7 separate regions of the Mus musculus genome follow, and regions 2, 3, 4, 5, 6 and 7 are each linked to region 1. The links are chromatin contacts, called in public HiCAR-type, HiChIP or PLAC-seq and promoter capture Hi-C maps. All regions are on one chromosome and are shown on one strand. Each heading gives the region's core, a stretch centred on a gene start, on an enhancer-like site or on the middle of the called end of the contact. The rest is flanking DNA. Distances are from core to core; before and after follow the strand shown. Region 1 holds the start of Nxph1 (neurexophilin 1). Region 2 overlaps Phf14 (PHD finger protein 14). Region 3 holds the start of Phf14 (PHD finger protein 14). Region 4 holds the start of Ndufa4 (Ndufa4, mitochondrial complex associated). Region 5 has its middle 310 kb from the start of Ndufa4. Region 6 has its middle 370 kb from the start of Ndufa4. Region 7 has its middle 330 kb from the start of AA545190.

Region 1 (4,217 bases), core at 1,016-3,515:
ACTAATGGAGAGCGAAATAGCCAGCATTCGAGAAAGGCCTTTATTGATGCCCACCCCTGCGGCCTGAAAGTGGGCATGTTAGAAGAAAGACCTGGTCTCAGTCTTTATGGAGCTGATCCCATGCTTGAGTGTGGGAGAGGGTGAAGGCCACAGGGAAAGAACCAGAGCTGCGGTTTGAGGGGGAATGGTGGGCGCTTGGGGAAGCATGGACATATGGAGAGAATGGGTTTGGGAAAAAAATTTAAACATAAGTAAAAAGATGCAAGGGCACAGAAAAGACTTAGGGGAGAGAAGGAGAGAGGGAAGAGCAAGAGAGAAAGATGAGAGAGGGAGAGATAGAACACAGATAGAAAATTTTATCCCCCTTTCTTGTTTTGCCCAGCCCTTGGAGAAGAGTCCAGAGTCCAAGGTCGCACAGTCCTCTCTGCTGCCTCGCTCGCTGAATGGCTGGCAGTCCGCAGCATCCCCGCCTCTGGCCACCGCAGCCACAGGTTTACAGTTCCCGGCAGCAGCGCCCCTCCCGAAGCCAACTGGAGCACCCTACTCTCTCCAGCACCCACCGTTGCCCTGTGCACCTCCCTGCCTCACTTCTCGCCACTCCCCTGGCGGTCGCTTTCCTCCCAACGACCCCCTCCCCCCCCAGGGGGTGCTTTGGCCACCAGAGACGCAAGCAGGGCTCATTCCTCCCTGAGGGCCAGGAGGCCCGCAGAGAGCCTGAGAGTGGAATCTATTTACACGCGGTATTAATTAGTCTTTGAGGAGTCGTTCACCCACGTGTCAATGTAATTGTTGGTGTCCCGGCTGTAGGCTCGACCAGCCGCGACCGGGAAGAGAAAACCGCTCAGTCGCGGCGGGGAGTTGAAACCGCGCTCTGCGGAGCGTCCCCCCGTGGCCGGGCAGGACCTCGGACAGCGCCCGCGACACCAATCCTTAGTCGCCTTGGGGCTTTCCAGCCTTGCTGGTAAAGCTGGGGCTGCTTCCTGTGCTTGCAGCTTCCAAAATTTCGTCACCACACCCCTTCTGAAACTGGGACTCATCGCGCCTGTTGTGTGGCTTTCTTTTTCTTCCGAAAGGTTCGGGTCTTATCGCTCAAGTTCAAGTCCGGAGGACTTGCCCAGTCTCCTCCCCTTAAGTCATTCTCTATCCTCTGGCAACCGCGGAAATCCGGGAGTCCTAGGCTGCTGGTGTCAGTGCCAACACAGGCAGTCCGGGTCGGTCGGGTGCAGCAACCGGGCGCATTCGTCTCTCTCCCTCCCTTTCTTCCTTCCTCCGTCGTCTTCTCTACCTGCCCCTCCTTCTCTTGCCTCTTAAGTTTCCTGCACCGGGAATTCAACTGTGCCAAGCCTAGGCTCCCGCGGACCAATCCGGATCGCGACCCGGGCACTGGGACAACGACTCCGCCAAGGCTGGACGAGGCAGCTGGACCTGTCCTCGCCCGAGCATGGAGACGGAGCTCCGGGGAGGGCACGTCCCGGGCGCTGGAGACTCCAGGCCGTAGTAGCTCCTCCATGGAGCCTGTTCAGAGCGGTTCTTGCTCGCTGCATTTGCCTCCAGTCCTGTGCGGTATGTACCGGTCGCCTCCACCGTTCTTGGCAGGGACACGTTGGGGCAGGGTGGTGGTCATCACCAGGAAGGGACAGCGGGGTGAAACTCTTCTTGGGCATAAGGCATGTCTAATAGGTGACCCTCAGAGTCCCAGACAGGTTTCTACTGTAGAAGTTAGCAACTGGCTGTGCCCCTTCGTTCAAAAAAGTAGTGCTAGGGATGTGATTGTGGGTGTCTATCTGTATTTCAGGAGGTTCAAATGGGTAAACTGAGCCCCGCTTTCCTATATGCAAATTGCACCCCCCTCCCCACCCCCATTTCACGGGTACCTAATCCGGGTCAGTTCTACCTACCCTTGCCCTGCCCGCACCCCCCTCTCTCAGTCTCTTGCTCGCTTGCTTTTGCTATCTCTCTCTGCTGCTGTGTACGTGTGTGAACCCTGCCAGGGCTGGCGAAGAACCAGCCGCCGCCTTTAGTCCCAGCCTCCCGCCTTCAAACACTAGGGCAGGTCTGGCTGCCAGAGACAGTTGGCCTCCTAACCAGCCTGTGAGCTGCTCTCTCTGTGCCTAACCCCTTCTGGCCTCCGCCGTTCGGGCGCTGGCTTCCGAGACGCGCCGGGCTCTGGGAACCCCCTGCCACCGCTCAAGCCCGCCCGCTCGCTCGCCCGCCCGCCTGCGGACCGCACTCGCTTGTTCCTGGAGCTGGATTGGCTCGCTTTTCCAATCTTTGCGTCCCCCTTCCAAGCTTTTTGACTCCATCACTCCACACCAAGAGCCCCTTTCCCCTCGCTTGATCGTCAGCCTTGTCCGCGTGGTCATGGGATGTCTAATTTCATTTGTATCTAGGCTGCTGAGAGCGCTCCCTGCTCTGTAAAGTGGATGTCAGGTGGATCTATGTTTTTGAAGGAACAAAGACTCAGCCAAGGCACCGCCAAGGAAGTTTGAGAGGAGGGAGGATGCAGGCTGCGTGCTGGTACGTTCTTCTCCTCCTGCAGCCCACCGTCTACTTGGTAAGTGGCGATCGGTCCGGTCCGGCATCTTTGAGATACCTCCCTAGCCTGGAGGCCAAGCAACTGGGGTGAGAGGGGGGGGGGTGCGGGAGGGCGAGGCCGCCAGTTCAGTGAGAGCTGAGTGTTCCCAGAGAGTGGAAGAACTTTGGGAAGCTTTGGTTTGGATTCCTGCGAGAGTTTTTCAGGCTCTCATCCTCATTTTTTGCTCTATTTTCCGTCTCCCGGATCATGATTCTTAACAGGACCTTACAGGTCCAGAAACCAGGAGGTAGTAGGCGAGGATGCCTTGGGAGGAAGGGGAGAAGAAAGGTATTGGGAATCATGAAACTCTTAGCAGCACTTCTTCCCCCACCTAGTTTAAATGAAAGGGGGTGGAGGTGGGCTTGAAGAGCCGAACAGGAATCTACTCACTGCCCCACTGCCCCAGCGCCCCCAATTTGGGTTTGTGGCACATCAAGAAAGTGCAGGTAACTCCCTGAGACTTACAGGGGTGCAGCTGGTGTAAGTTTATCCGCCAGACACATAGCAAACGACCAGGCAGTTAGGTCAGAGATACACCTGCAAACATAACCCTCTCTCGCCTTCCAAGGTCCAGTTGCCATTAAATAACAGAAGCATAGTTTCAGTGAGGGGTTTCTTTTTAGGGAATGGCAAGCCTTGTCACTAGGGAGAGAATCTTGTCCTGTCCAGGTTCCTCCAGAATCAGTTTTCGGAGGTTTGGACTTGACACAATCTTAGAACCGACGCGGGGAGAATCGCTCTGTGTGGCTAGGGAGTTGTGGGCATCACCGCGAGCCTAGGAGAGTGTGATATTTTCTCCGCGTTTGATTTCTCAGAGGGCCAGGGACACTCGCGTTCTGCCGGCGAGGTTGAGCCTAGTGTTCTGAACTCCACAGCAGATTCCGGGCCACGGGAGTGCACCGAAAACTCAAGGTGTTCTGTGGAGGGGCGAGGAGCGCAGGCGCTGCGGTAGCAGCTGGAGTTTTCTAAACCGGCTGGATAAATGGGACTAAGAGTGGTGTTAGTGTCTTTCATTCCCAAGAGCTTCAGAATCCACCAGCCCGGATACTGTGCTATCCCTGCAAGTGGCCGTGTTTTTCGGTCTTAGCTCTGGCGCCTGCGATCGCGGGGCTGAGAGTTCTGTGAATCCGGTACATATGCGCGCGCGTGTGAGTACGTGTATTTACCCGGTTCCGGCTTCCGGCTGCATCTCAAGAACCCTCAGCGTTGCCAGTCTTTGCACCTTTATCGCCTGACTGTAGCAGAAGCAGACGCCAGAGGGCGCTGTGCATCAATGTCCTCGCCCACAGGACACCTTGGGGGTAAACAGGTGAAAGCCAGGGCAGCCAATCCAAAAGACAGCTTTTCAGACTGTCGCCGGTCCGTGCTTTCCCCGCTAGAATGCAGACGAATGCAAAAGGTGTCCTTCCTATTGCCCACCTTCGGTCATTATCGCTCTCACCTGTGTCCCGTAAGCCCACTGACATTGAAGACCCGGAGTTGGAGGGCAGAAAGTTCCATCAAAGAAAACAAAGCCTTTTTAATTTATTTTTTATTTTTAAAATTGGGTAAGGTGGGAGGGAGTGAAAAGTGAAAAAAGTGAAAGTCTTAGGGGAGGAACACCTTTGATTCCCTTGATCGGTACAACAACCGTGCCCCTCCT
Region 2 (4,217 bases), core at 802-3,301, 3.0 Mb after region 1:
ACTTTGTAGACCAGGCTGGTCTTGAACTCAGAAATCCACCTGCCTCTGCCTCCCAAGTGCTGGGATTAAAGGCATGCGCCACCACCACCACCGGCTTTTGAGACAGGATCTTGGTAGTCTAGTTGTTCATCAGACTTACAGACTTTCTCCTGCCTCAGTTTTCTGAGTGCTGGAATTACAGGCATGGGCTATTTTGCTGCCAGTTTGGCATTTGGAAGCTTTTTAAAAGAAGCTCTACATTACTAGATCTTCATTTTCTTCCATCAGAAATTGGTTTCACCTGAACAGCCCTGCAGTCTTCAATTTACCTTGACCACTTACTTAATCTCCTATGTTTTCCTGGTCTGTGGAGATGGGTGAACATGCAGTTTCTCATTTACTCTATACTTGGGGGCAGGGGGGGATGGAGTGAAGATGCTTTGAGATTTCAATGTTTTACATCTTTGATTCTAATGCATCTTTTTGTTTTTCTGTGATAGGTTCTTAAGTAGTGTAGCCTAAGTTGGTTTTTGAACTCCATGCAGTTGAGACCAGCTGTAAACCCTGATTAGTGGCTTCCCAACTCTTAAGATTTGGGATTAAAGGCTCTGTCTGGTGTGTGACTTGAGCCCACCAAGAAATACTACCATTGAAAATTCAGAAGGAACTTTTTCTCTATCCTATTTTTTCTCTTGTTATTTCTTGGTACTGAGAATTGAATCCAGGACTTCACACCTCCTTAGTAAGCATTGTTCCATTCAGTAGTGCTCTGGTCCCTGTTTACTTAATTTTATTTTCTTGTTTTAAGACAGATTCTATGTCTTGGTTACTTTCGATTGCTATTATAAGACACCATAACTTAGGCAAGTTAGAGACCAAAGCATTTAATAGGGGTTCATAGTTTCAGAGAGTGACTCCATGACCATCATGGTGTGAGCATGGCAGCAGGCAAGCAAGCATGGACTTGGAACAGTAACTGAGGGCTCACATCTTATCTACCGTGGGAAGTAGACAGACAGACAGAGACAGCACACCCCTACCCCCAGTGACACAACTCCTATAACAAGGCACCCCTCCTAATTCTTTTAAGCAGTTCTACCAACTGAGGGCCAAGTAGTCAAACATTAAAGCCTATGGGAACCATTCTCCTTCAAACCGTCATAGTCTCCTATGTTGCCAGTCACTTAATTTGCCACTCTCCTTCCTCAGCCTTTCAGGTAGTTGTTATAATGGGCACTTATCAACACCCTAGCGGTGTGTGTGTGTGTATGTGTATGTGTGCACATGTATATGTTTGCTTGTTGATTTATTGATTGATTATTGTGACAGGTAGAATGTCATTTATCCCAGACTGACCTAGAACTTGCTGTGTATCTTAAATACCCTGACACTCTAATCCTCTGCTTCCTCTCCTGAGATGTGGGATTACAGGCATGTGCTTCTCCATCTGGTTTGTATCTACCAGAAGCCCTGGCTCATGCTAGACAGACACATTGTCAGTGAACTGTATACCTACACTTCTTCCTATTGTTTTGAAATCAGGAACTGTTTTTTTAAATAAATTCATTGTTCAAATAAACACAGATTTCTATAAGGATACCATGTTAGTTCTGCTGAGATCTTTCAGGTTAATTAAAGGTTCAAAAATGTGACCTCTGTTTTAGATAAATAGCCTCATTAAAGACAAGTCTACCTTTTCAAGTAGCTTTTAATTTTAGAAACAACTAAAATGTCAGTCTGAATCAAAGCAGACAAATAAGATGGTCAAGATAGGTAATAATGCCATGTGAGTCAGAAAGAAGGTTAAAGCTTCATAATAGCGTTTCACGTGTTTCTTAGTTAGGACTTTATTCCTGTGAACAGACACCATGATAAAGGCAACTCTTAGAAAGGAAAACATTTAATTGGGACTAGTTTACAGTTTCAGAGGTGTGGTCCATTATCATTGCAGGAAGCATGGCAGCATGCAGGCAGACATAGTGCTGGAGAAGGAGCTGAGAGTTGTAATCTTGATCAGAAGACAGCCAGAAGGAAGAGCTCTTTCACACTGGGCAGAGCCTTAGCGTAGGAGGCCTCAGTGCTCACCTATGACATACCTCCTCCAACAAAGCCTCACTTCCCCCAGTAAAGCCACACCTCCTAATAATGCCATTCACCATGACTAAGCATTCAAAACAGGAATCTTTGGGGGCCAAACTTAATTCAACATGTAATTCATTGTAGTGTCTGATGACAGTGCAAGTTTCAACTCCTTTGGAGCATTTGCTAATGATTACTAGTTGTATTAGTCTCTTTATGTATTGCTAGGCGAAAATACATGACAACAGCAACTTCAGGAAGAAAGGGGTTCTTTTGGCTCCCAACCAGTTGCATAGGGTCCAGTCATAATAGCGAGGAAGACAATGCTACAGGAGCTGCAGACACTGCCCAACTTTATGAACAGCCAGTAGGCACAGAATGAGGAGTGCTTGGTACTCACTTATTTTCTCCATTTTATTCCGTCTAGGACCCCATCTTGTGGAATGTTACTTACCACTTTTAGTGTACCTTTACAAAGGGTTTCCTCACCTCAGTTAGCTAGCCTAGATAGTCCTTTCATGCACAGGAGGTTAGCTTGCTTCCATTGTGTCTCCAGATCCTGTGTATCAGTACAACCCAGTGCACTGACTTCTTCTCCCACGTCACAGCCCTGTTGTCATAGAAGGAAGAGGAGGGTAAGAAAGTGTGTGATGCTCATGGACTTATTCTTTCAAGTATTTTTTGAGAGCCGGCTACTATTTGACATGTAAAAAAGTGTATAGTTTTTCCACTCTTGAGTAAATCTTCATATTGTATAATTAATTAACTGGTCATATGTGTGAACATCCTAATTCAATAATTTAAAATGTCATGGAATCTTGTTTTCATTGTATTTATTTTATTATTAACATAACTTGTACAGATTAGTGATATTCACTGTGGTGTTTTCATTTATGCAGAAATACTTATTGATTATGCTCATTTATTCTGCTTTCTGCCCTCTGGTACTCTTCTCAGTTCCTATAAATTCCTCTTCTACCGCCAGCCAACTTCTTTTAAGTTTCTACATATATTAAGAGAACATTGTCTTTCTGTATTTGGCTTATTGTCTTTAATATCTTTCATTTTTCATCCCGTTTAAAGACTTCTGTAAATGTTATTTTTTTCCATAGCTGAATAGTACTCCATTATAAGAGTACACCATGGTTTCTTTCTCTATTCATTTATTAACAGATACCTATGCAGAATATATATTAGTTACTATGAATCGTGCCATATTAAAACTTGGCATGCAAATAACTCTGGATTCTGACTTCATATTCTTTGGCTGTGTAGGTAGGAGGTGGCTAGGTGGATTATAGAATAGGTTTACGGGTAGTTTTTAAGGACCCTCCATATCAACAGTGTAGAGTTGTTTCATATATTCTACATCTCCACAGTATTCACTTTTATTATACTTTTTAAAAATTGCTATTTTAACTGGAGCAAGGTATTACATTTTTGTAGGTTTGATTTACATTTTGCCATGGCTAGTAATTCAGAACATGTCTTTCATATATTTATTGGCTATTTGTATATCTTCTTTGGAAAAGTTTGTATTCATGTCATTTTCCCGTGTTTTTTAATTAGATCACTTGGATTTTGGCTACTGAGTTCTTGTTTTATAGTTTGTATTTTGGACTTCTGTCAGATAAAAACATGGCAAAAATCTTGTTTCTTTCTGTTAATTGTCTCTGTACTCTGTTTTAATGGTTCCCTTTGTACCAGGAATATTTACTTTGATGTAACCCCATTTAGTAATTTTTGCTTTTAGAGGGATTGGATTTAGTCTTAGTTATTTTTCTGGTGCTGTATAGAGGCACCAGGACCAAGAAAACTTAATAAAGAAAGCATTTAATTTTGGAGTTATAGTTCCAGACGGTATTATAGTTCATGCCCATTAGGCCAGAAAGCATGGTAGCAAGTAGGTATGGCTCTGGAGCAGTAGCTGAGAGACTACATGTGATCCGCAGGCACAAGCTGGGTGGAGGATGGGTGGAGAGGGAGAGAGTGCATGCACTAACTGGGAATGGCTTGGCCTTTGGAAACCTCAGAGCCTACCTCCAATGATATAGCTCCTTCAACAAGGTTACATCTCCTAATCCTTCCAAAACATTTAGACTGTGGATCAAGAACTCAAATATATGAAGATATGGGATCCATTCTTACTCAAAGCATCA
Region 3 (4,217 bases), core at 741-3,240, 3.0 Mb after region 1:
CCTGTAACCTTTGTGCCACTACTGCACCAGCATATCTTGGAGGCAGGTTGCTTTGTCTGAGGCCAGATCTCAGTGTTTGTGCTTGGGAGGTGCTGATGATTACGTTTCTCGTCCTCTCATAGTGTGCAGAGCACCTTAACCTTAGCCATTAGGGATGGAACTTCTAGTTGAGCACCAGTTTAATGTTCAATAATATAAGTAGTGTCTTCAGCAGTAGGGATTTGCTATCAGGTTGTAGAGATCAAGTAACAATAGTCTGTGATACTTGAAGGGTTGTATGGAATCTGTCCAGTGACTCAACAGGAGAGAACCCATTTGTAGCACTGGAGTTTTCACTTGGTGAGATAAGCTATCTAGTTGAGGCATTGTCTCCCCCAGTATATGGGGGAGTAAATATATTCTATTTCATTTCCTTGCATATTGTATTTGCTTTAAAGAGCCTCTATGCTTGTAGATTTCTGTTGTAACACAGTCCCCAGAATGCTGTTTTCTTAGTGAGGAGAATTGGTGAAGAGAATTCTGAGTGCTTGGGAGACTATAAGACAACAAGACAAGAGTCTTGGAGCTCAGTTTCTTCAGAACACAGAACTTGCTTTTGGACTGCTTCGTGCTCCTCCCAGGTGTAGTGAATAGGAGTGAGTTTATTTCAGCTTATCCATCACAGCTAACTATTGTTATTTGTTTATTACCACCAAGGAAAAGACATTTTTGACATGTGCAGCTTTCCTTGCAATTGGACTCTTTACTCTTGTGATTCTTAACTCTTACAGTTTAAATTTTCTGATGTTCTGAATAAAGTTAGCTATTGCATGAGAACTTAGTCTACCTTCTTTTTAGGTTCTGTTATCCCAGGCCCCTGTAGAGTGGTAAACAGTTTTTCCATATATTTTTTGAAGGGGTCTTTAGTGTTAGTTGTCTTCTCTATATTTCCCACCCCCATTAGACTTTTTTTTCACTAGCATCTTAACTTCACCTTCAGATTCGTTCATTAGCCTATTAAAGCCAGTCCTGGGCTTGGCTCCTGTCTGCCTTGTTTCTGAGGCTTACTTACTTACTGGAGTTACACAAAATAGTTGTCTTTCTTCTTTTCTTTTTAACTTATGTTCCTAACTTTGAAAAATGGAATATTTGTCTTTTTGAGTCCTAGTTACCTCACGCAGGATAATTTTTGCTATGTTTGTCCATTTTCTTGCAAATTTCATTTTTCTTAACAGCTGAATAATATTCCATTGTGTAACTATAAAACATTTTCACTATTCAACCATTAGCTTATGGACATCTATAATGTTTCTAAATTTTGGTGATTATATAGAGAGCAGCAATGGACATGAATGAGCAAATATCAACGTCTGAGTGGTGTCTTAGTCAGTGTTTCTATTCGTACACAAAACATCATGGCCAAGAAGCAAGTTGGGGAGGAAAGGGTTTATTCAGCTTACACTTGCACATTGCTGTTCATCACCAAAGGAAGTCATGACAGGAACTCAAGCAGGTCAGGAACTTGGAGGCTGAAGTGGATGCAGAAGCCATGGAGGAGTTCTGTTTACTGTCTTTCTTCCCCTGGCTTTCTTATAGAATCAAAGAATACTAGCCCAGGGATGGCACTACCCATGATGGGCTAGGCCCTCAGTGCTTGATCACTATTTGAGAAAATACCTTACAGCTGGATCTCTTGGAGGCATTTCCTCAAGGGAGGCTCCTTTGATTACTCCAGCTTGTGTTAAGTTGATACACAAAACTAGGAAGTACAAGTGTTATAGTCGAATCTTGAGGTAGATGGAGACTCAGCTTCGTGAGGAACCTGTACTCTGATTTCCATAGTAGCTGTACCAGTTTTCACTCCCACCAGCAATGACTAGTTCTTAGGCAGATGGATGGAACTAGAGAATCTGTGAATATTCTTAAAGTTACTGAGTTCCGGCGAGGGAGCGAGTGCGCGCATGCGCCCTCAGCTTCGGCTGCCCAGGGCGGCGTTTCCGCGGCGGCTTTCACTTCCTCCTTGTCGGAGCTGTATCCGGGTCGCTGTTCTCCCTATTGTCTCTGACAGAAGGCCCTCCGCTGTGCAAATTCTGGGTCTTTTGTTGCTTCTGGTGCAGGCTAATAAAGTTTTCTTTTTATTTCCAGTTTTTACCGGGGCAGTTCCCCTCGCAGGGCGGCCGGTTCGGGCCTAGCGCCCCTGGCCGGGGAGCGCGGGGGAAGGGGCGCCGGGCGGGCGGGCGGGCGGGCGCGGGGCGTGGGGAGGGACAGTAGCCCACCCCCGGGGTCGCCCCTGCTCGGTCGGCGCAGCGCCCTGCCTCGGTAGCTGCTCTCCGACCGGTCTCCTTGGTCCTCTGCGCGTCCCTGCTGCCTTGCCTCTCGCAGCCTTCCCTAGCTCTCCAAACGACCACCTCACGGATTCCTTAGTAAGTGTCTCCGAGGCCTCAGCCCCGCGCCACTTCTCCTTTCAAGTCAGGCGGTGCTGAGCAGGGAGGGCCGGGTGGGTCCTGCAGGACAGACAGACAGACGGACCCTTGCTGGAAGCTGCTCCGTGGTCCCTTGGCTTCCGAGATAGCGTGCGTGGCCGTACGTTGTCTGAGTGAGGGATTACCGAGTGGTCAGAAGTTAGGCGGGGGTCTGCGAGGATGTGGGCTGTTTGCATTGGTCCTGGCCTAACGTCAGGGGCAGCCAGGCTCTCTGCATCCAGCGCCCCCAAACCCAACTTTTCCCACCAAGCTCAGTGTGGAGAAGTCAATTGGAGATTCCGTGCAGTGCACGAAGTCATTTCTATTTCCCCCAGCATCACAGTTCTCCCTGTTTGGTGAGATTGTAAAATGATTGTAATTTTTTCTCTTAACAGTGGATCGCAGCTCCAAGAGGAGGCAGGTGAAGCCTTTGGCCGCTTCTCTCCTGGAAGCTCTTGATTATGATAGTTCAGATGACAGTGATTTTAAAGTTGGAGATGCTTCAGGTAAATGTTTGCTTTCTCTCCCTTTCACAGCTTTCTGCCGTTCACTGCATTTTTAACTTTTTAATTTTTTTTTGAGACTTTTGATTAAAATGTTCATTTACTGTGCACACAAACCATTTATTTTGGTCATTTAATTTCTCACATTAACCTAAGAACCTCTCATTAGAACCTACTATGGCTTCTGCTTCCGTCCAGATTTACTCAGATGGTTAGCTGGTAGGGAGGAAGCCTTATTCAAAAAGGAGAAACATTTTTCCCAATCTATACCCTAAACTATATTTATGCTTATATACTCGAGTGAAGACTTGAGGTACCCCAGATGTAGAAGAGTATATTATGAATAATATGGACCACAATATTCTTGCGCAGTGTTACTCCCATATCAGCCCCCTAGGCATACTTAGGGGAGTTCTTTTTGTGCACGAGCTCGCTAACAATGAAGCCCAAGGAAACCTTGTGCTTTAAAACAGCAGGTACCGTGGCCCAGTGCCTTGAGTGCTTGCTTATTCCAGTTAGTGATGTGAAGAGGTGGTGAACTTGTATGTTCACATAGTTTAAAAGCAGAGAGGGAACATTAGAGGTTTTCTTTGTGCATTCTTCTTCTGTGTACTTAATGTATTAAGTTTCAGTTAAGGCAACCCGAGAAACAGAATGATACAGGCTGTTGTATCTGCAAAGCATCAGTGGACACCTGAACATTAAGACCTTTTTGTATTTCGCTCCCATTGATGAACATTTAGATAAAGTATAAGATAAAAGCCTGTCTGAGTTCAGCTCTTCTGAGGCTCTTATCTTGAAGCAGTGGGAGCATACGCAGGGCCTTTCACAGGCTCTGCTGCTAGACCACACTTGCAGTCCGTCTGACATAGTTTAATATCCCATCATGCACCAGCCCCTCTGACATGTTACCGTCCCATCAGGCAGTCTGAGAGTTTGGAACGTCTTGCTCCTTTTCTCCGACACTCTCACCTCTCTTTTTAAAGGTGGTGAGAAGAGATGAAATTAGTTTGCATCAGCCAGGTACTCCTGGCACATGCCTTTAATCCTAGCAGTGGGGAGGAACTCTGCGAGTTGGAAGGCAGCCAGGGCTACAGAGTCAAACCTTGTCTTAGAAAACAAACAAAAAATTCCTTGGATTGTGTTACTCTTAACAGCATCAGCAGACAGTTTGCATTGTGATTTGCTACAGAATCTCGTTTAACTTTATAATAGCTCATGTAGGAGATACTCCTTCACAGTCATAGAGGAACTGAGTTTAAAGGACTGCTCA
Region 4 (4,217 bases), core at 578-3,077, 3.0 Mb after region 1:
GCTGTCAGGCATGATGGTGCATGCCTTTAATTCCGGCACTAGAGAGGCCAACCTGATTTACACAGTGAGTTCCAGGACGGCCAGATGTATAGTGTGAGGATGCCTCCAGCCATAACATAAACAAGCAAACAAACAACAACAACAAAAAAAACCTCAAGTGCTATCCAACCTTCAAAATGTAAGAGTTGGTATTAGCAATTCTACTTGACCAATATGAAACTACAACTTGGGGAGGCGAGATTGAGATGAGCTCACGAAGCCAGCCAAGTAAAAGTCAGCAGCCCTGGGCTGACTGCAAAGCTACAAACTGTAGTTGTTTCTACTCTGTGACTTCTCCCGTGACTGGGGCCCCCAGCCAGATGATTAGCCATCCAAATATTAAAGCATTTACACTCACCTGACATCTGGATTAAACAGTGCCAAGCGCATCACATACAGTGCTGCTCCAGTACCCCCTGCTCCAATAAATACGAAGAGAGGAATCAACTAGAAACAAATAGACAAAGAAGAGTAGCCATCATCACATCCCTTGATCTTGTCCAAATAAGGGCACACTGGTTCCTTTCTATATAAGCCAACCTCTAAATCTGCTATTTGGCTAATTTGTCCTACAATGGGAATAACGGTTGAACTTGGATTGAAGCAGTGTTTCTTTCAATTGTATTCTAAAGGCATGATCTCTGTAAAAAGACATCAGGATGGTGTTGGCTTAAGAGTCCAACTTCCTTACATGGATTAAATTATATGAACAAATAATCCTATCAAGTACATTCACCTCTGTAAGTCTTGAACAGCATTCCCATTAAATTTCATTGCTTCCCTGGAAGTAACGAGATATACTTCCCTGGTAGGCTGGGAGCGGAATCTCTTCGGGAACTACTGAAAAGTGGCCCTTAAAAGTTCTGTGAGCCAGGCAATGTGGCGTACACCTTTGATCCAGCAACTGGGAAGCAGAGGCAGGCAGATTTCTGAGTTTGAGGCCAGCCTGGTCCACAGAATGAGTTCCAGGACAGCCAGGGCTATACAGAGAAACCCTGTCTCGAAAAACCAAAAGTTCTGTGAACATAATCTCTGTGAAATAAAGAGCATAACTAGCGGACAGAAATGCCTATTAAAAGCACTAGTTTTAGGAATGAACTCTGAAAACAGACTGCAGTTAATTTTGCTGAGTATTTAGAAAACCAGGCTTAAGGCAAAGATGAAGGCCCATCAGTGGGAGTTTTAGGTACACAGCATCCTCTATCGAGCTATACTGGACGAAAGTGACAGGTCAAGAAAACTTAAATCAATTTTGCCAGTGTCAAGTTTTCCAAGCAAAGTGGGGATTACACGATGACGATCCCTTGCACTTCTGAAGGTTTGGTGGTGCAATGCAGTGACTCTAAAAGCCGCAAAGAGCAGCATAACAAACTTGGCCTCTCTTGGATTCTAATCACTCAACGTACCACTCACCCCTCTTGGGACCAAGTAATCTGAGAGCCACAGTGTTCCAACACTCAGAATGTTTACCTTTCTCCCTGATCTCTGCCACCTTCTGCTTCAGGCAACCTCACCTCCACCCCAGGTAGAGGCTTCAAGCAATCAGGTCATCCCAACAACAGAATGTAACCCCAAGGAACAGAGAAAAGAGAACGTCCCCAGGGGACACGGGCAGGAGCAACCACAGCTAAGAGGCCACCCTGGCAAAGACCGTGAACTTACGCTGGGATGCTTCTTGGCTTGCCCGAGGATCTGGCGGAGCATGTTTGCGGCACAGGCCTACCTACACGCAGAGAGAAGATTAGGACACACGCTAAGCCGCTTCTGCAACCTGGCTGAGCGGACGTCCAAAGTCACCCAGGACCTCCTACCTGAAGGACCCCTGGCGCTGAGGGCAGCCTGCAGCAGGAAAGCCCGGATGCGGCTGTCCTCTAAGGTGCCTGAATAGGTAGTCAGCCCTCGCGCGATTGCCCTAAATGTCCCGACCACTTCTTCGCATTTTTGAGTTCATGATCCATCAGTTCTCCACCATGCATCTTTTTGATAGGTTTATTTTTTTATTTTTTGCATAGCAGGCAGAGCGTCTCGACTGGTGAGACAGGCACTTTTCAGGACGGCATGCGTATAGACCAGGGTCATCCGGCGGTCCGCTGGCAGTGCGCTCGGCGGGCGCGGCTTCCTTAGCGGCGCCTCCCGGCCAGGGCCGCGCGTGGACGCGCTTGGGGGCGCGCGTGTGGGGCGCGCGCCGCGCCGCCCGGAGGGCCCCGGAGGGAGCTGCCAGGCGCCTCTGCAGGCTCAGCGCCCAGATCCCGCAGGACAGGTCGAGTCTCCAGCCGCCGGGGTCAACGGCTGCGGTTTAAGACTGCAGCTGCTTCCTGACTTTCACTGGCGCTTAGGGACAGAAGTTGAAACACTAGTAAGTGACTTAAAGCTGGCCATAGTTTCTACAATGTGATTTCTAGATTCTTAGGTCGTGGCACTATTGAAGAGTTGTCGCCCCCCAAAGAAGTTTTGCAACATGCCACCATCTCTTTTTGGTCCAGATATTGAATCCTTAAAAGTATCTTCATTGGCCGTGTTGCTGAACTTAACCTTTTCTACCATCCTAAGTCAATGTTCATTTATCTCTTTGCAAATTTACTTTTACCCAAAAGTTCTTCCTTGGGGCAGGTTTAATGGGCACTTTCGAATCACAGCCAACAATTTGGACTCCCTACACATGTTAAAACGTTTCAAATAATAAGGAGAGGGTTTCGCCGAAACTGCTAAACTGAACAGGTAGCATTAGCCCAGTACAGGCTTCAGGTGGCGGTGTATAAGGAAGACAATTCACATGAAGGCATGAAGCACACAGTCTACCATTTAAAAGGGAAGGCAAAGTAGGAGCCACATCCGAGGCAGGGACCACTTATGCAAGGACTTTATGTTCAGGACTTTCAGAAGTTCACCAATAAGATTATATGGTTGAAAAGAATTCCTTTGGCTATGAAGAATGGAGTAGATAAAAGGGCTATTGTAGTTGTCCATGTGAGAGAATTTTTAGTTGTCCTGGGGGTGGGGAGGAATGTACTGATTGGGGAAAAAAAATCACCAAAAATATCAGAGAAAATTTTGTGGTATCAACAGAACTTGATAGTTGGATGGTTATGGGTGAATGAGTGAAAAAGAATAAAAAAAAAAGAGTAAATCAGAACTTTAGTGGTGAGCAGCTGTGAACATATCCATGCCAATTACTGAAATAATGGATGAGTGTGTATGCAAAACCCACGGTATTTCTCGAGAGCAGAATACTCTAGAATATCTAGAGTAGACAATAGATGGAGTGGTTTTGTTTCTTAGGAAATGAGCTGTATGACTGCTAAAGTCAAGTCACTTTACTTTCCTCACTCTGTCTCCTCAGTAGGACATAGAGTGAGAAAAGACTCAGGATCAAACTGAGCAATTCAAGTATGTTTGTTTGAATAAAACAAGGAGGGGGCCATGGATGATAAACTGAAGGTTATGCATATAAAGGCTGGCATGGTTTGTTTTCTCTCTCTCTCTCTCTCTCTCTCTCTCTCTCCCTCTCTCTCTCTCAGAAAACTTTTGCTAAGTACCTACTCTGTACCATATCTTGTTGCTTTTGCTTTTGGTTTGGCAGGCCTCTGACTCAAGATCCTCCTGCCTCAGCCTTCCAAGAGTTGGCATTGCAGACATACACCTCCATGAACAACATTCAGCTTCTAGGGATTTAGTATTGAGGGGAAAAAAAAATACGTACCATGTTGACTAAGAAGAGCAGGAAATAAACAGATAACTTTATATAACTATAGATGTGCCACTAAAATAAATAACAGTGAAAAGTGACATGGGAGAGGCAGAGGAAAGATTACTTTAGCTAGAGTGGGCAAGGAAAGATGCCCCTGGGGATATCATCTGAGTTGAAAACTAGACGAAAAGAAGAAATTACCAAGGTATGATAACAAACAGCAAGAGGCATGAGTGACTGGTCCAGACATAGCAATGGAGGAGAGAAAAAGGAGATCACCGAGAGAGTAACAATTTTGGTAATCCTTTATATACTATGGTAATGAGTATGCTTATATTAAAAATCAGTACAGAAAGTACTCAGATGTAAACAGGAGAAGTAATGGTAGTGAGTACAGCGAGGCTGCTAGTAACAGAATTTCATGACAGGAGGACCTTTGCTGAAAATTTTATTTGGAATGATAAATATTGGTAATAAAAAGTAAGTAGAT
Region 5 (4,217 bases), core at 1,254-3,753, 2.6 Mb after region 1:
TCATTCCCAAGACATATGAGGGCACCAGACTAATTCCTAACTGCAAATAGGAAAAGCCTTGAAAGCTGGGGTTTTTTGTTTTTGTTTTTGTTTTGCTTTGCTTTTGTTTTGTTTTGTTTTGTTTTGTTTTGTTTTGTTTTGTTTTGATTTTCAAGACAGGGTTTCTCTGTGTAACCCTGGCTGTCCTGGAACTCACTTTGTAGTCCAGGCTGGCCTCAAATTCAGAAATGTGCCTGCCTCTGCCTCCCAAGTACTGGGATTAAAGGTGTGTGCCACCACTTCCCAGCATATAAAAGTTTAAGAATAAATTTTAGAAATACACAGGGTAAAATATGAAACGATCATAACTCAAGCCACGGAGATGACAAGGATCATTAATATAATGAATGTTATACCACTTTTCTGTGGATGACAATATATGTGCTTATTACATTTTCTTTTCAAATAGCTTGTCCATTTCTCTTGCAAATACAGAAAAAGGACAGCTTTGAGGAGGTATAACAGTTATTGTCTATTGTGTTCCTCACAATGTTCAAAGTCTATGTGGCTCATTCATTCCCTCCCCATTCCACTTTCTGGAGCAGATAGTGCAATCACAGCATTGCACATATGCAAAGGTGGAGGCACAGAAATATATTCTGATCTCTTGGCTTAAGTGGCTGAGCTCAGAAATAAAATGATTAGTTCCTTTTCATTTCCTTAATAACTGCTTAGAATTCCATCTCTGACAACTTCCTTCTTAGTGTCTATTTAGATCACCTTCATTCTTTAACAGTAGATAAAGTAAAGGAATTTGGATGGATCTGGGAAATATTATGATCAAGTGAAATAAGCTAGACACTGAAAACTGAGTACCACATGTCATATTTGGAAGTCAAAAACTCAACTTCAAAGAAGCAAGGGTAGAAGAGTGCTTACCAGAGTCTGGGAAGAGGAAGTTATGGAGATCTGGTAAATGGGTATCACAAAAGAGGGTAACTATAATTCATTATATAGCATATTCCTTTTAAAAGGGGAGAGAATTGGGCTGGAGAGATAGCTCAGAGGTTAAGAGCACTATCTGTTCTCCTAGAACCTAGTCAGCTATCAATGGGAGGAGAGGCCCTTGGTCTTGTGAAGATTATATGCCCCAGTACAGGGGAATGCCAGGGCCAGGAAGCAGGAGTTGGTGGGTTGAGGAGCAGGGCAGGGGGAGGGTATAGAGGACTTTCAGAGAGGAAACTAGTAAAGGAGATGCATTTGAAATGCAAATGAAGAAAATATCTAATAAAAAAATTAAAAAAAGAAAATTCTCAAAAAAAAAAAAGTTCTTACTTCAATTCCCAGCAACCACATGGTAGCTCACAACCATCTGTAATGACACCCTCTTCTGGTGTGTCTGAAGACAGCTACAGTGCACTCATATACATTAAATAAATAAATAAATAAATAAATAAATAAATAAATAAATATTTAAAAAGGAGAGAGGATTTTTTAATATTATCGCTACAAAAAATGATATTTGGTGGGACAGATATCCTCACTTTTCTGGATGATTTTTATCCATTATACTCATATGTCTAAATATTGTATTAGTCCCACAAATACGAGTAGTATCTTTTGTTATTTAACCTTTTTAATTTTTCAAAACCTAATAAAGAGCATTTCATTTCCTTAGGTTTGTATTCTACACACGTAAATTTCTAGCTGTGGGTACATTGAACAATTAAATTTATTACATTGCAATAGGAATTGGAAATTTTTCCTCTAAAATGAGAGTATCGATCGACACTCGAGTCAGCTGACCACTGCAAGTACCATTTACTCGGCCTTTATGAAAATCATACGTTAGCACTCAAAATGTGTCTTTGAACTTGATGATCAAAAACATACCGTCATCGTTATTACTGCTACAAAAATATTAACGCTGTATTGTTAGGATACTGTTTACTGAGGGTGTGCAGCGCGTTCAGACTTAGTGAAGTCATTCTTCTCTTTTGGCACAGCCTGAAAAAACCCTGGCACACACATGCCAGATGAGCTCCCAGAAAGAACTGACTCAGCTGTCACCCAGTTTGCTACTTTCAGTCAACCAGCAGGGGACTCAAGTCTCTGGCTGGATCACTTCTTAAAGGGGATACACTGGAAAGGAGGGAAAACATAAAAGAGGACTTCTCAACTCCCCTCCACCCTCCTCCTGCCCGATATCTCATTGCATGACATTTCTTCACCGGAGAGGCTGTTTGCCCTTTAAAAGGCATCTTGGCATTTGAGGTCCTCCAGCTATATATCCTTTCTCTTCTTCCTCGGCTGACAATTTTCCTGGAATTCGGTGAACAACCTTCACATTCGCGAAGTCTAAGGTTCACTGGTGATGCCAAATGAAAAGAGAGCTAAGCATGACCAGCACTGTGCAACGGTTTGGCTCAGGCTATAAAACCTGGGCAGCTGCAGCACAGCGGAGGCTGTGGCCATTTCCCTTCTATTTTACGATCATCCGCGGTTCCCTTGCTTTATGTTTTCATTGCATCCTGGCCTAGCAGTCTGGAGCAGCAGGCTGGAGAGATAAGGCCTTCCAGTAATAAATAAACTAGAAGGTTAAAACCACAAGAAAGGGGATGTAGGAAATTGTGATGACAGGGCCGTATGTTTAGCCTTGGATATGTGCTCGAAGAATAGTTGGGAGCCCTTTTCCGTCTTTTGAGAGGACTTCACATTTATACTACACTTATCATCTGAACATTCATAAATGCATATGCTTCAGAGCCAGGAAAAGAGACAGCCTGACAGAGTACATTTCTTATAGCATGTTCTAGAAGGTAAAGTGCAAATGATAGTCACAGTACAAGCAGCTTGCACTCAAAACAGCCACAGTGTTCTGTATTATACAGAGGAAAAAATTAGGACAATATCAATCTACTATTGATTGGACACCATAGACTATACTCTGCAGTTGCCTTAGATCCACAAATGTGGAGGTAACAAAATTTTGCAACTGCATGATACCAACAAGTGAGAGTAAATTAAAATATGTTTAGTTAATTAAATAGTGTGATCATTTGATAAACAAATATGGAATGAGTGGTACTGGTTAGTATTCATTATGTTATCTGTGACACATGCAGGCTTCTATTGCAAATTCAGAAGAAGGGGGGTGGGGAATTGGCTGCCTAGATTTTTCACTTTAAGACCTCAGCTATCAACACAGATCTGAACTCCATTATTAAGAAAGTATATTTCAATAACTGTCTTGGGAGTGAAAGAATAATTAAATAAATGTTAAACCTCTTCCTTATGCAGAAGAATATATCTTAATCAGTTTCAACAATATTTAGGATTTTTACCTTGTAGAACACTCTTTTTCATATGGCCATCTCAATACATTGTTTTGCATGACCAAAAGAAACAAATCTAGGCTGCACAAAAAGCTGGGAATAGAGGGGCTGGCTGGGCAAGTCTTTGCTAAAGCACGAAGGCTCCCCCTTGTGATGTGAAGGGGCCGCCAGGAGGGAGCAGGGACTTGTGCCAGCCTTCCTGTGTGCACAGGGACTGTTTCTTACTGGCACTTTGTATTTGTTTGAACCCATGTAGATCCCCTGCTACAGGTGTGAGCTCCTGTAGTCTACATAAAAAATAATAATAATTTAAAATAGCTGGAAGCATACTATACCAATCAAAATAAATTCCAATGAATTAAAGTTTTAAATGCCATGAATTTCAGAGGGATTTTTTGGTAGGTAAATTTATGGTCTTTTGCAGGGAAAAGACTTTCTAAATAGGACATAAAGGTCAGGAGTCATAAAAGAAGCTGCTGGAAATAAAGCTTTCAAAATAAAATGCCTACACTTCCCTTAAATGAAATTCCTCAAACTAAAATAAATGGAAATGCCACACACACACACAAAAAAAAAGATTAGCCTGGTGCAGAAATGGATAATACCTGTGATCCTATAATTCCAGGTTGGGGCAAGAGAAGCAGAAGTTACATGGTCAAGACTTTCTAGGGCTGTAAGAAACCCAGTTTCGATGCAAAGTCACAATATATGCAACAGTTCAGTACTTAATACACTCACCCAAGTTTCAAGTCTCAAAATGTTTAATAAAGAGACAAGTATCAATGGCTGACTATAAGCCCAGAATTCAGAAGGCCTGAAGCAGAAAGCTGCCCTGCTTGAGGACAGGCTAGAATATTCAGTGGTACATTGTTTTGAAAGGACGGAAGGAAGGAAGGAAGGAAG
Region 6 (4,217 bases), core at 1,242-3,741, 2.6 Mb after region 1:
AGCTGTTCTTGGGCTGTTCTTGCTCCTGTAAGCAGCTCTTTACGATATCCTATAAGCAATCCCAGTAAACTTACTACATCACAGGTTAAACTTGTTTGCCTGAATTCTTTTCTTGATCCTTCTTCTGTACCACATCTTGGATATATTGATAGAAAAGTCATGCAACAGGCCATTGGTCCCTGTTTCTCCATAGTGTGATGATATAACTATGTATTGTCCACTCTTAGACCTCCCCATGTGTTAAGATTTCAAATAAGGCCTCCAAACAAAAGTTAGCCTACACCCTAGTGTTCAGAATCAGATACGCTTCTGGAATAGCTAAGCTCAATGAACACGAGAGATCATCTTAATCTCACCACCATGGATTTTTCCAGACTCTGCCTTTAAACAATGTGTCATTCCTGTATCCTTACTTCAATTTCAAGTTCTGTGTCAATTAATATCAAGCCTTTCTGGTGTCCTCAAAGGGAGCATTCTGTTTAGCATCAGTATTGGAAGCAATTCTTCTTTATTTGTTTTCCAACCATTTCACAAATTGTTGAACTAGAACCAGGATCAAAACTCGGTTGTCCTAAATAAGACTGTACTTGCCTTCAAGAAACCCCTGACTCTCTTGCCCACTTCTACTATGATGTCAAAAAAAAATCCTCCCATGAACTCTCACACATATGCAGTACCTCAGGAAGAATAGAAAGGTGCTATTCTTTCTGGGAATTCTCAAGAGTGCAGTTGATGTCATTTAGAAGCTATCTATATGGTAAGTGGAATACACTAAAATCTGTAGATCTCACTGATGGATGTTGCAGTGTTGATTCTCTCTTGCATATGTAATAGAGCTGGAATGAATTTATTTCCAACAAAGACAGTGTCAGTATGATAATTTTCCCACAGGAAGAAATAATCAAGGAAAGGCAATCTGTTGTAAAGTGTACTGGATGTCTTCTGTAATTAGATAATACTCTTCTGCAGAACCACTAAGGGTTTCTTGTGGTAGCTGGTAGAAAGGGGTAGACATGTCTAGAAAGGAGGCCAGTGTGGGGAAATAGAGAAGGAAGAAAGGATTCCATTTGAGTGAGAGAAGGTGGAGTGATATCAGAATGAGTGTGCAGAGGAGGAAGATGGACAGGACATCGTCACTAAAATGAGGACAGGTTTGTATTCTTTTGCCTGGTTCCAGAAATGGAAAGAATTTTTAGTAATCAAAATGAAGATGGGATGTACTTCTCCTGCTATAAAGAAGGGAGAAGGCAGCTGTTGCCTGTGTAAACAGCAGAGCCTGATCTGTAATCTAACGTGGGAGCAACATCCTGCTGAGAATTAAAGAGGAGCAGCTATCATTTACTGGACATGTGTTGTGTGCCAGGCACAGAGCTGAACACCTTAAATATAGTAACTCATTTAATCCTCCCCATAACTAGAGGAGGAAGTGAAGCCAAAGAAAAATGGAAGTGTGGTTGAAGTAAGAAAGCATTTCCCGGTAGCACTCGTTATTGACTCTGTGAGCCTGAAAAGTGTGCAGCAGTAACTGATCATCTTCAGTCCCCACGTTTTGTGTTCTAAAACACAACACAACATAATGAAGAGTGTCGGCAAGATTCACTAGAAGATCTGAATTTGTCCAATCACCACTGGAAAAAGTCAAATGGGACAATAAGGAAGACAGTGACAAAGGTTTTCTTCGATATTGACACACTAACTGTTTTAGCCTTTTGTGCAATAAAATAAAATTTATCTAACCAAAGTGATTTATGCACACACACTTAATTTAATGCATATAGTGTACATGCATGTAGTTATGTGCATACATATAAAAATGTAAAGATAAAATCAGATCTTCAAAAAGATACCTATTGATTTTTCTGCTTGTGATAATTTAGGAAAATAAATTTTGTGGTAGTATTAATATTAAAAAATGAAAGGTGTGATATAAAATATAAAGACAGCAATAAAAACAAAACAGAGAGAAATATGTATCACCATTTCTTAGTAAGCTTTTTAGTTTCCCTTGATACTCAACTACACAAGGAATGCACAAAAGAAATGTTTTAAACCTCAAGTCTTACTAAGAAAAAAAAAAAAAGAACAAAATAAAAGTCTAGCCACTTCATAAAAGGTGTCTGTTCTCTTTATTTCCAATCTATGAAAAATTTCTCTCTGCTCTCTCAGCAGTATATTTGCCTCTTTAAATTTTCAGACTGCATTCTGAAGCTGTTTTATGATTGTTTTCAAAGACTTGTGGAGGTATAATATTAGAGAGTGTGTTCCTGTATGCGTGCTCACTCACACATACACACACACACACACACACACACACACACACACACACACACAAGTGCATCCATGTGTGTTTTTAACAGTAAGAATAAGAAACTACCTTTCCGTTTGGGTTAGAATGGAGATGAAATGAGGAATGGCTGCCACCAAGCAGAAAATGCGTTCACTTTATGTGTGCCAGTTAATTACGACACTTCAGAGGCGCTTTCGAAAGGATAAGGCAAGCTGCATAAATTTAGCTGTAATCCAGGCAGGCAAAACTAATTTGCAGGGGATGGCCTTATCTAGCCGCTGCAGCTTTCTCAGAAAATTAACCTTGGATATTTGGGCCCAATTCAGAAAGTGTTTGATTTTTTTTTTCCTTTCCCTGCTCAGCATAAGAGAATTTTTGAATTCAGTACAATACCTGACTTTTAAGAGGCACAGTGAATGCTGTAGGCAGTTCAGAGTTATTACTGACAAGCAAAAATCTATTCTATATATACATATAGATGATTGTCCTTCATGCCCATTATCCAGCCTTCTTACATGTGCATCAGAGGGTTTATCAGTGTAGGTATAGGGGCTTCTCGCATTAAGAGAAGGATGCAACTCATTTTTAATGTACTTAGAAAAATTCATCAAAGTTCATTGCAGAATAAGTCATGCATATTGACTTGTTCATTCCAGTGGAAATGAAGAAATCCCCCATAAAAATAGAAGTGTAATGAAGTGTTGGAGCCAAGTCTTCCCTGTCATTGCAGTTATCACTGATTCAGACCCTTGATGGACCACTACTAAGCACACACAGCACAGATAAAAGTTTACCTGATTTTTTTCTCATGGAGCCCCTACTGCACCAACATTTATTGAAATCTGTATGCTTTTCATACGTCATCTCACTTAATCCTCATATTAGCTCTCTTTGAGTATTTGAATAGTTTTCCCAGGATAGGAGGCAAAATTTCATGTTATGGTTTCCAATCCATCTTCAGAATTCTATATATAATGACAGGACATAGACATGGACATATTCCTACTACATGAATAGTAATACTTGGAGTTTCTTTCCAAAACTATTTTCAGTGTTCTTATACTGCTGTCCTAAGAATACTAAAATAACTTGTGGCCATTTTCTTAAATTTATACTCCAAGATGAACTTTCTATCAATCAGCATTCAAAGTAAATCCATAACAAGCCCCAGAAGACCATACATACTAGAGGAGATAAGATTTAAGGAAATAGTTTTGTAATATTCTATCTACAATAGAATTACTGTTTCACTCATTTCAAATCACAGGAGTTACTTATTTTAAAGTGCCATGAACTCAATTGGCAATAATTGTTCTTCAGGATGTTACAATTAGGCAGGAAGGAATATATTTATAATAATAAAAGAGGCATTTTAAAATAGAGATTGCATACAGAATCATGAAATGTGAAGCAATGGCTCCCATTTGGTTCTAAATTTTCTTCACGCTTGCTCAATAGTGAGGGCTAAATGTTATGAGTATTTATAGTTATACCCTAGGGTAGAAGAGCAGTGAGTTACTTATCATAAAGAATCATGCATAATACATAATGACTTAAACTATATTTTTATGAGAACAGAATAATTGAAGAAACTTTGGCTGAAACAAGAAATAACTCATCAAACAAAACTTCACACATGAACCCCTTTATAAAGATTTAACAGACAAAACCACACAAACCATTGTTATATGACTACTAACATAAAGTAAATTTTTAGGAATACTTGGAATAAATAATACTAGGCTAAGGTGGAAGGTCACCAGGAGCAAAGGTATCCGTGAAGGTGTCAGAACATTACATATTTTGATCTGTAGGTAATATTTACAAAGTAACTAAATAGAGAGTACACACCTTTGAGGACAGGGGAACTGTGTCACAACATATAAAAATCTGGTAAGTTCAAGTGGATTCAGATACCCTGGTACTCATA
Region 7 (4,217 bases), core at 715-3,214, 2.4 Mb after region 1:
GAATAGTTGAGTTTAAGACAATAGAGTCTGCGCCCAGCAATTGTGTCATCTGTTGATTCTAAACTAAGATTGTCTGGTGTTTTCCATTTGGGCAGCTCTGGTGGGTCGGAGGGAGAAGGCTGATTACTGCGTGAGTACTTTGATATTGCGGAGGGGGGGGAGGGAGGGAATCCATTGACTTTGATATTGATGGGATTCCACAGGGTGGGCCTAAGTCACAATGGACCTTTGTCTAACTATCTTTAATAACTTCACTTTACAGGCAGTGGAAATTCTATAACCTTCCTATGTGCATAGCCTGGTGGATTCATTTTAGCTATCTATAAACCACACAGTCTGCTTCCTTGATTTGAAAACAGACAAAGCAGACTCAGAGACAAGCACTTGCAGGGACTATAAGTTCAACCCTTCTGTCATTTAGTATGTTGTTCTTTTGCTATAGTTTAAAAATATCAGCTTTAATTACTTTAAATGAGTAAAATATTGATTTTAAGAAAATACAAATATAAAACAATTTACACATGAGGCTTTTTATTCCACTTTTATTAGTTTAGCTCTGATCATTCTTCTAGCCTCAATTTTCTTTACCACTCTATTGGATATTCTTTAGCAATGATTGACACAGATACTAATCTAAATCATAGGCATCCCAAAATAAGCTAGTATATATTTTGAAAATATTATCTATCAAGTCTGAACAGATGTCTCAGCAGTTAAGAATACTGGTTATTCTTTTAGGAACCAAGATATGATTCTCAGTACCCACATGATACCTTACAACCTCCATCATTCCTGTTTCAGGTTATGTGGTGCCCTCTGGTGTGTTCTGCTGGCAGCAGAAACACACATGTTACCCAGACAAACAGACAGCAAAAATATCCATACATATAAAATAATCCTCTAATTAAAAAAAAATTGCCAGATTTAGAAAAGAAACAATTGCTGTGTAGGGATGAGGGCAAACAAGTGTCATGGTTAGTATATGATTGTGAATGCCTGCATGCGGAGTCTGGGGGAAAATTCTGAGGAATCAGTTCTCTTTCTACCATGTAAATTCTAGAGCTGTAACGTAGCTCATTATGTTTGGTAGCAGTAGCTATTGCCTGATGAACCATTTCACTCGTACCCACAGTTACGTATTTTGTCTCTTAAGTATTTCACTGCTCTCTCTTCCAGATATCTAAATTTATGTCAAAGATATTTTATTAGATCTAAGAATGTAATTTTGTTACCTTTTTAAACTCTACGATGCATGAGGAGAGGAGAAACAGAAAGAAGATAGGCCCTCACTAATATGCTTCGTGGGCCTGAGGCAGGCGGCTACATGAGGATGTGATATGTCTCAGAGCACTGGGAGGACAAAGGAATGAGCTAATGTATATTCTGGGCCACCAAGAGATGTACTTAGCCCAAGGCCTGTTTTGAAATCCTATCCAAGGGACTCTGTAAGCCAATAGCAACCTATCTATTGGAGGCTGTTTGTCACCCTCAAGTGGATACTGGCTTCTCTTTCTTCATTGCAAACTCAGCTTAACATACTTAGGAGTGTATAAATTAATCTGCAACCTCATCAACAAAAGCATAAATAAAATTCTATCATTTAGCATTCACATTAACCTTGTGAGTCACATTCATGGTCTAACAATAGAATCTATTCTACATATTGCAAACAATAATATATCAGTGTAATAATATAATATAAAACACAAAGAACAAATATGAGCAGGAGTTTCAGTCTCTCTTTTCATTACTTAGTCCTTGGGAGAGGTACCCCACTTTGGATACTATTGTTCTAGACCTGAAATCTTGGTTCCAAAATGTTTTTAGTACATAGCCATGTGTCTCTGAAGCCTTCCTTCCCCTGCAATGCCACCCTCCCAGTTGAATCAATCCTATTGAATGCGTCTGAACAGCTGCAGCTCTCTGCAGAAGCCTTACCAGCATCTCAGAAAGAAAGGCTGTTTCTTAAAACATTATAACATATTTTAAACACACACAAAGAGTCTTTAAATGTGCACTGATTTCCTCACACTGACCTAAATTCCTCCAAGTGCAGTGAGAGGCTTCTGTATGCTGATTTGTCAATAGTGGGAAGGAAAAACATCTGCTGCTATTCTGCGCCTATGATTTCTTCAAATGCATGAATGTCACTATTATGTGAAATGGCCACTTGTCTGATTTAAGGCATTTATTAATTGACTATTGGTATCCCAGTGTATTTTGATGAGCAGAATGATAGAGTCATTGGGACTCAAATCTCCCAAAGATGTATAACTATTTAAGGAAATGAATGCTCTCTGATTGTTTCAGTGATTCCACGGGAAGCCTGTGAATATGGCCCAAGTGCTCAGTCAATTTTGCAGAGCTGAGATGTTAGACAGGCACACTGGCCCAGTTAGCTCCACTCCAGTCCCAGAGATACAGACATTCTTCAGATTCCAGGTGAATGCAGGGGGATTAACAATGAGAGCTGCCACTGTTTGATGCTGCCAACATTACTTAGATCATCCTTCTAATTCCCAGGATCATGAGTCTCCTACACAAGGCTCTGGGCTATGAAAATGACCCCCTTATGACTTGCAGCCTTTGCACAGTCTCCTCTGCCTTTGTGACTGATCCAGAGAAAAACTGATGTCTTTTCATATGTCAATCCCTTTAGAGTGTGTCCTTCATGTGATAAGCAAGGCTCCCTTGGATTAGGTTTAGCATATTTAGAAGCATATATAATGTTAAAATTGTAGGCAAATTGTGTGAAAGCAGGCAAAATTCAGAGATCTGAAACTTCATCAAAGTATGTTATCACAGTGTTCCTTGATGAGTCTTGCCAAGTAAAGTATATTCTATTCTGTTTTTTTTTTAATTTTTTATATTTTTTATTACATATTTTCCTCAATTACATTTCCAATGCTATCCCAAAAGTCCACCATACCCTCCCCCCCACTTCCCTACCCACCCATTCCCATTTTTTTGGCCCTGGTGTTCCCCTGTACTGGGGCATATACAGTTTGCGTGTCCAATGGGCCTCTCTTTCCAGTGATGGCCGACTAGGCCATCTTTTGATACATATGCAGCTAGAGTCAAGAGCTCCGGGGTACTGATTAGTTCATAACGTTGTTCCACCTATAGGGTTGCAGTTCCCTTTAGCTCCTTGGGTACATACCGAATGGCAGAGAAGCACCTGAAAAAATGTTCAACATCCTTAATCATCAGGGAAATGCAAATCAAAACAACCCTGAGATTCCACCTCGTACCAGTCAGAATGGCTAAGATTAAATATTCTGTTTTTTTTAATGAAAGTTATATACTTAACTGATATCAATATCCCCTATGCTCAAACAAAATTGATTACAATCTACTTTGAAAAATTCACTGAGAAAAACATTATCCATATTTAATATAATAAAGGTGGGAGTGAGAACGGATGCAGGCATTATGGAAAAACTTAGTAAGAAGTAGGTTGGAGAGGAAGCTAACATCCCAGAAAAACCGCTCTAAAACCAATGGGAAGAGTTGGATGGGTGCTGTAAATGCTTTAAGTGGTGTCTGTCCCCTCACATGCTGCTAGAAATTTGCAGGGCGCAAAGAAGAAATGATACATGGCGAATCTGGGAAGCTGGCCAGCAAGTGCTCAGCTCCTTGCTGGGAGCAAGACTTTCATGCCTGCGTCTGATATGGAAGCAATAACATCAGACCAGAGCACCCAGCAGAGACACCTGTGGAAGGACAGGGGACCAAAGCACTCAGGTGAGCCTTGCAAGGAGTCATGTTAATAATAAGACAAAAACTGATGTTCTTTTCCACATGGTACAGTGAATCTGGGAAAGCCATTGCCTAATACTTCAAGAAATCAGATATAGTGGTTCATTTTACCTATGAAGACAGGTAAAATCTTACAAGTCCAATAGTAAAATAGTGTATCGTATCAATTAGAACGCATTTGCTTATAGTGTGCTTATGAGCTTATAGCTCATTTGAAGTCCTATAAACAAAGACTCTTTATTTGGTAATGACTTTGTTCTATTCTCCAAGTTGTAGTAGAAATTGAACATTAAAAGGAGTCTAAGTCATAAGAGTAATTATTATTAATCATAGCTAAAGATACACAGAGATATAGTATACTACTTATACATACACACATGTACAGTTTTCTGTCATTTATTTTTATTTTATTATGATATAATTTGATTTAGAATGAAATCACTTTGACGTAAGAAAAA

The links. Promoter capture Hi-C pulls out the DNA fragments that hold promoters and counts their contacts. HiCAR-type assays count read pairs that join an accessible place to other places. HiChIP or PLAC-seq counts read pairs in DNA pulled down with a chosen protein or histone mark.
Region 2: a promoter capture Hi-C map of stem cell-derived epiblast-like cells shows a contact between it and region 1, with 6 times the contacts expected there. The contact joins the enhancer-like site here to the promoter of Nxph1 in region 1. A contact is called at or near these places in 7 of 39 promoter capture datasets (the 3T3-L1 cell line, cranial neural crest, hippocampal neurons and 4 more) and 4 of 115 datasets of contacts at active chromatin or transcription factors (SST interneurons, embryonic forebrain, embryonic hindbrain and 1 more).
Region 3: a promoter capture Hi-C map of embryonic stem cells shows a contact between it and region 1, with 12 times the contacts expected there. The contact joins the promoter of Phf14 here to the promoter of Nxph1 in region 1. A contact is called at or near these places in 4 of 39 promoter capture datasets (cranial neural crest, embryonic stem cells, frontonasal cranial neural crest and 1 more), 6 of 115 datasets of contacts at active chromatin or transcription factors (embryonic forebrain, embryonic hindbrain, embryonic midbrain and 3 more) and 1 of 9 other capture datasets (embryonic stem cells).
Region 4: a contact with region 1 is called in a HiCAR-type map of astrocytes, with 14 times the contacts expected there. The contact joins the promoter of Ndufa4 here to the promoter of Nxph1 in region 1. A contact is called at or near these places in 7 of 39 promoter capture datasets (cranial neural crest, embryonic stem cells, frontonasal cranial neural crest and 3 more) and 8 of 115 datasets of contacts at active chromatin or transcription factors (astrocytes, embryonic forebrain, embryonic midbrain and 4 more).
Region 5: a contact with region 1 is called in a promoter capture Hi-C map of hippocampal neurons, with 10 times the contacts expected there. The contact joins the enhancer-like site here to the promoter of Nxph1 in region 1. A contact is called at or near these places in 7 of 39 promoter capture datasets (cranial neural crest, embryonic stem cells, frontonasal cranial neural crest and 4 more), 1 of 15 datasets of contacts at CTCF or cohesin (pro-B cells), 2 of 484 Hi-C or Micro-C datasets (LSK cells and cortical neurons), 5 of 115 datasets of contacts at active chromatin or transcription factors (SST interneurons, astrocytes, embryonic forebrain and 2 more) and 1 of 9 other capture datasets (embryonic stem cells).
Region 6: a contact with region 1 is called in an H3K27ac HiChIP or PLAC-seq map of SST interneurons, with 12 times the contacts expected there. The contact joins the enhancer-like site here to the promoter of Nxph1 in region 1. A contact is called at or near these places in 5 of 39 promoter capture datasets (cranial neural crest, embryonic stem cells, liver and 1 more) and 4 of 115 datasets of contacts at active chromatin or transcription factors (SST interneurons, astrocytes, embryonic forebrain and 1 more).
Region 7: an H3K27ac HiChIP or PLAC-seq map of SST interneurons shows a contact between it and region 1, with 15 times the contacts expected there. The contact joins the enhancer-like site here to the promoter of Nxph1 in region 1. A contact is called at or near these places in 8 of 39 promoter capture datasets (the 3T3-L1 cell line, cranial neural crest, frontonasal cranial neural crest and 4 more), 6 of 115 datasets of contacts at active chromatin or transcription factors (SST interneurons, embryonic forebrain, embryonic midbrain and 3 more) and 1 of 9 other capture datasets (embryonic stem cells).

Annotation. Positions count from the first base shown.
Region 1 is chr6:8,947,754-8,951,970 of GRCm38.p6, forward strand. Nxph1 (neurexophilin 1) reads left to right here and starts at 2,266. Exons shown (of 2, transcript NM_008751.5): 1 at 2,266-2,554. The coding sequence starts at 2,501.
Region 2 is chr6:11,946,275-11,950,491 of GRCm38.p6, forward strand. The region is part of intron 4 of Phf14 (PHD finger protein 14); the gene reads left to right. Among named protein-coding and RNA genes, the nearest start is that of Phf14, 23 kb to the left of the region's middle. Within about 2 kb of position 2,052, at least 22 of the 459 cell types and tissues checked have an H3K27ac peak or open chromatin away from gene starts, as enhancers often do. A contact at or near this core is called in stem cell-derived epiblast-like cells, where this site is marked.
Region 3 is chr6:11,923,891-11,928,107 of GRCm38.p6, forward strand. It overlaps Phf14 (PHD finger protein 14), which reads left to right and starts at 1,991. Exons shown (of 18, transcript NM_001168382.2): 1 at 1,991-2,402; 2 at 2,837-2,947. The coding sequence starts at 2,402.
Region 4 is chr6:11,905,623-11,909,839 of GRCm38.p6, forward strand. It overlaps Ndufa4 (Ndufa4, mitochondrial complex associated), which reads right to left and starts at 1,828. Exons shown (of 4, transcript NM_010886.3): 1 at 1,702-1,828; 2 at 398-486. The coding sequence starts at 1,743. It also overlaps a transcript of Phf14 not described here.
Region 5 is chr6:11,591,643-11,595,859 of GRCm38.p6, forward strand. No RefSeq gene overlaps it. Among named protein-coding and RNA genes, the nearest start is that of Ndufa4, 310 kb to the right of the region's middle. Within about 2 kb of position 2,504, at least 54 of the 459 cell types and tissues checked have an H3K27ac peak or open chromatin away from gene starts, as enhancers often do. A contact at or near this core is called in LSK cells, forebrain and hippocampal neurons, where this site is marked.
Region 6 is chr6:11,532,645-11,536,861 of GRCm38.p6, forward strand. No RefSeq gene overlaps it. Among named protein-coding and RNA genes, the nearest start is that of Ndufa4, 370 kb to the right of the region's middle. Within about 2 kb of position 2,492, at least 8 of the 459 cell types and tissues checked have an H3K27ac peak or open chromatin away from gene starts, as enhancers often do. A contact at or near this core is called in SST interneurons, where this site is marked.
Region 7 is chr6:11,304,282-11,308,498 of GRCm38.p6, forward strand. No RefSeq gene overlaps it. Among named protein-coding and RNA genes, the nearest start is that of AA545190, 330 kb to the left of the region's middle. Within about 2 kb of position 1,965, at least 13 of the 459 cell types and tissues checked have an H3K27ac peak or open chromatin away from gene starts, as enhancers often do. A contact at or near this core is called in SST interneurons and oligodendrocyte precursor cells, where this site is marked.